Linked DNA regions of Danio rerio: region 1 is linked to region 2. A link is a contact called in public Micro-C data. All regions are on one chromosome and are shown on one strand. The core of a region is the stretch at or near the end of the contact, and the rest is flanking DNA. Distances in the headings are between cores, read along the strand shown. Region 1 overlaps sdk2a (sidekick cell adhesion molecule 2a). Region 2 holds the start of pmp22a (peripheral myelin protein 22a).

Evidence for each region. Hi-C and Micro-C count contacts between places; a contact is called where the count stands out from the background.
Region 1: a Micro-C map of caudal fin shows a contact between it and region 2, with 5 times the contacts expected there. The contact joins the enhancer-like site here to the promoter of pmp22a in region 2. A contact is called at or near these places in 2 of 18 Hi-C or Micro-C datasets (caudal fin and embryo).

Annotation. Positions count from the first base shown.
Region 1 is chr3:53,515,213-53,518,649 of GRCz12tu, reverse strand. It overlaps sdk2a (sidekick cell adhesion molecule 2a), which reads left to right. Exons shown (of 46, transcript XM_073945012.1): 37 at 2,068-2,254. Among named protein-coding and RNA genes, the nearest start is that of cdc42ep4a, 99 kb to the right of the region's middle. Within about 2 kb of position 2,144, at least 5 of the 62 cell types and tissues checked have an H3K27ac peak or open chromatin away from gene starts, as enhancers often do.
Region 2 is chr3:53,325,182-53,328,946 of GRCz12tu, reverse strand. pmp22a (peripheral myelin protein 22a) reads left to right here and starts at 2,096. Exons shown (of 6, transcript NM_201311.1): 1 at 2,096-2,322; 2 at 2,594-2,687; 3 at 3,164-3,253; 4 at 3,345-3,438; 5 at 3,620-3,760. The coding sequence starts at 3,176.

The sequences.
Region 1 (3,437 bases), core at 895-3,394, 190 kb before region 2:
GCAGGTATGTTTAATATGGGTTACAACTGAAATCTGCAGGAAAGTAGATGTCAAGGAACAGGGCTGAACACCCCTGATCTACACACACACACACACACACACACACACACACACACACACACACACACACACACACACACACACAAACACATTTGCTTTTGTGAAAAGTGGGTAAATTACATAGATTTCCATTCATTTTATACTGTTCAAACTGTATATTGTATTGCCCTCACCCGACCCTACCCATAAACCCAACCATTACAGGAGATTGTGTACAGCTGTACTTTCTGAAATAAGCTCATTCTGTTTTTTTTATTAATAAGCTTTTTGAGAAATGAAGACATCAGCAATGTCCTAGTATTTCACCTCTTTTTTGTAATACCTGTATCATATACAGATTTGACACACACACACGCACACACATACAGTTGAATCCAGATTTATTAGCCCCCTTTTGATTTTTTTTTACTTTTTAAAATATTTTTCAAATGATGTTTAACAGAGCAAAGAAATTTTCACAGTATGTCTGATAATATATATATATATATATATATATATATATATATATTTTCTTTTTTTCTGGAGAAAGTCTTATTTGTTTTATTTCAGCTAGAATAAAATCAGTTTTTAATTTTTCAACAGCCATTTAAAGGTCGAAAATATTAGCTCCTTTAAGCTATTTTTTTTTTGATAGTCAACAGTACAAACTATTGTTATACCATAACTTTCCCAATTATCCTAGCTTTCCTAGTTAACCTAATTAACACAGTTTAGCCTTTAAATGTCACTTTAAGTTGTATAGAAGTGTCTTGAAAAATATCTAGTAACATTTTATCATCATGGCAAAGATAAAATAAATCTGTTATAAGAAATTATTTATTAAAACTATTATTTTTAGAAATTTGTTTGTTCTTTCCGTTAAAAAGTAAATGCGGAAAAAATAAACAGGGGGGCTTATAATTCAGTGGGGCTTGTAATTCTGACTTCAACTGTGTGTATGGGTATATATAACTTACCAGGCCAAAATCAATTTAATAACCACCAATTGTCTTTTCAGGCTGCCCAAGAAGCCAACCTCCTGATTTTTATGTAACCTTCTAGCTTTAAACCTTAAAATATTCCAACTACAAAAGCCTTATATAACCTTCACACATCAAACTATTATCTTCAAACAGTTCCAAACATCCAGGCAAGGCTTTGTCAAGCCAACATTCAAAGTCTGTCTTGACAAACTGTACCTTTTAAGTTGTTTTGCATTTCAGTTTGGTGCCACTAGTTTAAATTGCACTTTAACCATGTGTTATAAGTGCTACTGGTGTAAACATTGCAACATATATAAAACATGGAGAAGAATTACAATCTTACAATCATTAATTAAATACATATATTATATTATATTATATTATATTATATTATATTATATTATATTATATTATATTATATTATATTATATCATACAGTTGAGGTCAAGTTTATTAGCCCTCCTGTTATTATTTTTTCATTCTTTTTCAAATATTTACAAAATATGTTTAACAGAGCAAGGGGCTTTTCACAGTATTTCCTGTAATACTTTTTTTTTTCTTCTAGAGAAAGGACTTTGAGCTGAATACTTGTATTTATGTATTTTCATCATGGCTACATAAATCAGTCATTATAAATCAATTATCAAAAGTAATTTGTTTATAAATGTGTTGAAAAAAATCTTATTTTCTTTAACATAAATTGGGGAAAAAAAAAACAAGATGGGGCTAATAGCCTAATTCAGGAGAGCTAATAATTCTGACTCCCACTGTACTGTATTCAATTTTATTTGTTTATACTTCATTGAAGCTTAAATTCCTTTTATATTCCTAATTGAATAGGTACCAAACAGTACATCTGTCTAATTAGACACTCATATTCTTATCAAACAAGAGACTTATGTCTTTTAATACTGCAATAAAATAAGCACTGCCTCAGCCGCTAAGTCTGATAAAGTGATTTAATCTAACTTGGCTCCCAGCCAGAGAAGTTGGAAGACTCATAAGATCAGAGCATCTTTCTGAAGTGTCTCATTTGTTCCTCCAGATTTACTACTGGGAGTTTCAGCTGCAGAACGAGACGGAGCGACTGCGCACTCTCTTCCTGCCGGAGCTGAGCGTCAAGCTGAAGAACCTGACCGGCTACACCACATACATGATCAGCGTATCGGCCTTCAACGCGGCAGGGGACGGCCCGCGCTCATTGCCCACCAGAGGGCGCACTCAGCAAGCAGGTGAACCCATGCAAAATACATCAATCAAAACAGCAACAATCAACAGAATAAACACTTTCAGTCTGAATGCAGAGCCTGATTTTACCAAGTGCTCAACACCAAGTCCTGGAACAACATAAAAAAATTTGGCCAATCAGATTTGAGAGACAAGATTACAGTTTATGTTTTCACAATTTATACAATGTATGTGTATACGTGTGTGTGTGTGTGTGTGTGTGTGTGTGTGTGTGTGTTATCCATTTAAATGCCTAATACAGCGTTTTATTATATAGAAATTCACCCCATTTCCATACAAGTCCTACCTTAAATCAAATTAAAAAAGCAATAAAAGAAAAAAAACGTAACATCGCTTACAAAAAAGAATGTGTTTTTGCCAATGATCATCCATTCTATTTACAATTGACTTTTATAGTCATGCTGAATTCAAAATGAAACAGTTATATGGTTGTGATTCTATTTTTCCCCCCAAGATTTCATTTTTATGTATTCCGCTTATAAGTTTGGAGTTAGTCAAATTTTTATTTTTCATTTTTATAATGTCCTTGAAAGAACATATTTTGTATACAGTTAAATATACATTACATAGCCAAAAAAATTGTAAAAAAAAAAAAAAAAAAAAAAGTATTTAAAAAAAACTGCTTGTTAATAAAAAATTCTAATCTGCCAATGTCATGGCAGCAACTAAAGGCATTTAGGCATGTAGACATGGTCAAGACGATCTGCTGCAGTTCAAATTAAGCATCAGAATGGGGATGAAAGGTAATTTAAGTTTAAACAAGGCATATTTGTTGGTGCCAGATGGGCTGGTCTAAATATTTCAGAAACTGATGATCAACTGGGATTTCATGCACAACCATCTCTAAGATTTACAGAGAATGGTCCAAAAAAGAGAAAATATCCAGTAAGCGGCAGTTCTGTGGGCGCAAATACCTTGTTGATGCCAGAGGTCAGAGGACATTGGCCAGACTGGTTCGAGCTGATAGAAAGGAAACTGTTACTCAAATAACCACTCATTACAACTGAGGTGTGCTGAAGAGCATCTCTGAACGCACATTATGTCGAACCTTGAGGCGGATGGGCTACAGCAGCAGAAGACCACACAGGCTCACCAAAATTAGAGAATAGAAAATTTTAAAAATGTTGCCTGGTTTGATGAGTCCGATTTCTGCTGCAACATTCGGAT
Region 2 (3,765 bases), core at 847-3,346:
AAGACATCTTTTTTGTGTTCAATAGAAAAATAAGGAACTCATAAAGCTTTAGAACCACCTGGTAGTAAATCTATAGTGTTATCTTTTTTCTTTCATTTGAATTAACCCTTAAACAAAAAAAGAAGTCAAAAGTTTTATATTATAAGTGGACTTGGCAACTCTGCACTCTACCCAAAAAAAAACTGGGCTGGCACAAGGAACGCCTCTCTCACTCTATTTACAAACACAGCTGCTGCCATGGGACTCCTGATGAGGGCGTAACAGAGTCAAGCAGACAGCACCAAAACATGCATATAAATCCAGAGCTTAGCGACTCAAGAATCTGTATGGAGACACGCAAATAACATTTTATAAAAGTTAAAATCCTGACTTCAATCCTGATCCTAATAGGTTCTATTTGCTATTCAGTCCAGCTGCTTGAGCATACAGACACATGCCAACATTCTGGGCATACTGTGGGGCCCTACTCACACTAGTACACACCATAAACAGTCACACATTGGGACGTAATCCATGTGTGCCACTGAAGGGGAGCATTCAAAATGGCGGATGAAGCTGGCCTTGCTGTAAGTCTGAGTGTTGTATAGACAGACTTATATGTGTAGTAATTGGTTAGTTTGCATAGGGTACCAACATATTTTCGAAGTTTAGGTTAAATGTTTAGGTTGTAAGTATATTTCAAGTGTAACTGTAATTACTATGAGTAAAATGTATCTGTATGTGTATGACTTAATAATTAAATATGTATGTTTATGACTTATATTAAATAAAATAAATAAATAAATAAATAAAATAAATAACATTTAAATAATGTTATTTAAAACAACAAATAAAGTTATTGATTTATTGAGTTACATATTTTGATACAATATGTTATTAAGGTATTTAAGATTTTCCATTACACTTAACAGTACTACAAACCCAGTAAGTCTGTAACAGAATAGTTAAGTGAGCTCTTAAAAATGCTAAATCAAAACTTTGGGAACATTACTACTTTTCTGATATTATAATTCAAACATTCACTTCTGAGTTATTTTATTATTAATCATTTTTGATAATAAAGTATAAAGTATATACAGTTGAAGTCAAAATTATTAGCCCCCCCCCTTTTTTTTTTTTTTTTTTTAATATTTCCCAAATGATGTTTAACAGAGCAATGACATTTTTACAGTATGTCTGATAATATTCTTTCTTCTGGAGAAAGTCTTTTTTGTTTTATTGCAGCTAGAATAAAATCAGTTATTAATTTTTTTAAAAACATTTTTGGAACATAATTATTAGCCCCTTTAAGCTATTTTTTTTTCGATAGTCTACAGAACAAACCATCATTATACAATAACTTGCCTAATTACCCTAACCTGCCTAGTTCACCTTATTAACCTAGTTAAGCCTTTAATTGTCACTTTAAGCTATATAGAAGTGTCTTGAAAAAATATCAAGTAAAATATTTTTTACTGTCTTCATGACAAAGATAAAATAAATCTGTTATTAGAAATAGGTTTTTAAAACTATTATGCTTAGAAGTGTGCTTTAAACAGAAATTGGGAAAAAATAAAAGGGCGCTAATAATACTGACTTCAACTGATATATATATATATATATATATATATATATATATATATATATATATATATATATATATATATATATATATATATATATTGTCATCTTGGAATTATAAGGTTCTATCTGCATTCTGAATAATTTTGAGTTATTGAGCTTTAAAGTTTTATTATTCCATATAGCAAACGTGTGTAACATTTATTTTTTATTTTTTAAACAATAAGTGAGTCAATGAGCAAATAACTCTCTTTATATCTCTTTTATATATAAAGTTGTCACACACACACACATACACACACACACACACACACACACACACATATATATAAGTAAGCTGAACATAAAATCAAACTGAAAGCATACTTTCTCAATACAGTGTAAATAAATATTAATTTACAGTGTAAATAAATATTAATAAATTAATAAATAAATAAACAATTACATACACAATGTAAACAAACATACTTTTTTCTTCTTGTTGTTGTTGTTGTAAGGGCAAACCATTTAAAGTGAGGAGTAGTAAAGTATGGGAGGGAAAAGAGAAAAGTTTGACGTAGTGACGCTTCAGGGCGGTGTTCTCACGTTTCTGAAAAAAAGAAAGGAAGAAAAAAAGCAAATACTGCTGTGGTACTACATCTGGAATACGGAGACGCGTGCTTTGAGAATCTATAGTGGGATACCATAGAAAAGGCGACTTGTGTTTTCTTCCTGCTCTCTTGCATTTCAAGGATTTTTCTTCTCTTTCTCTCTCTCTTACCTGTAAGTTGGAGAACCATAGAAGTTTTCTATTTTTACTTTGGTCCTTTTTGAATGAACATTTGCATGCCATTTCAGGAGATTCTCAACCACATTTGTGTTTAGTAGTATATTCCAAGGCTATACTTTGGCAAGTTGCACAAGTTTGTTATTCAAAGTATATTTTCATCCTCACACGGTTTAAATTATTTTTAAAATAAGTTATAACATTAAGTATTAGTTTTGCATTGCCAGCTTTAGTTTTGTGTGAACACATCTTTCGTCTTCTCTAAAGGCACGGTTGGCGTGCGGAGTTTTGCAATAACTGGTTTGGATGAAAATAAACGCTGCTCGGGAGTGTTTTCTTTTTGACTACTTCAGAAAAATGGGCAAGTTTACACTTCTCAATAACTTTAGTCGTCAAATGCTTGATATTCTCTCAGAATAGGCATTTGTAGCGAGATAGCAAAACCTGTAACATATAAACTAACAGATAAACACTTTGAAGAGACGTGACGGAAAAAAGGCGGCACGCGAGAAAAAAAAGGGATGTGACTGGATTGTATGTGTGTATTTAGTTGCAGTATTGTGTTTTTGTTTTGATTAAATACAGACATTTTAAAAGCCTTAAAAGATTGCAACGGGATTAGTGCTATTATCAAAGCAATGTGTCAAGAATACAGATGTTTTCAATTAAAATGTAGATAAGAAAACAGGCGGCAGTGATAGTGTTTGGGTTGAGATACCTTTGACAAAGGCGCGGTCTTGTGGCCAGATGAGGAACTGCAAGAGTAAACATTGTCCATCACAAAACCCGCCAGGTATGTGCTTTAACTTTTATTACTTACTCTTTCTGTTCTTTTAGAAGAAACCCAAAATGCTGGTCATTCTGTTTGCAACGATAGTCTTGCATTTGACAAGCCTTATCATTCTCTTCATTGCCACTTGTGCCAGCGTGAGTATCATCTTTGACATTGCTATTTGACATTTTTTTTATTGGTTTGTGTGTAGAGGTAATCACTAGGCTGTTCTTTTAAACTCAATAGGCTTGGAGAACACATGGAGATACGAGTTATGACCTCTGGTACGACTGCACACAAATTAACGGAGGATATAAATGCAGTGGAAATGGTGATGCAGGTGAGTAAGATGACTTTAGTATACCAATGTCTTAAATGTTTCGGAAGTTTAATTTTTATTAAAGGAAAAACAGACACCAATGTTAAATAATTTTACAAGCATTCTATGCAATTATATTAGTAGTAATAAAGCATAGATGTAACAAAATTAAAGAATTATGCTTATTTCTGATTAATTTCAGATTGGCTTCAAGCGGTGCAGGCCCTGATGGTCCTCGCCACCATTTTCTGCCTGATTTCCTTCATCATCTTCCTCTGCCAGCTCTTCACTCTCGTAAAGGGAGGTCGCTTCTTCTTCACTGCCGTTTTCCAGATCCTTGCAAGTTAG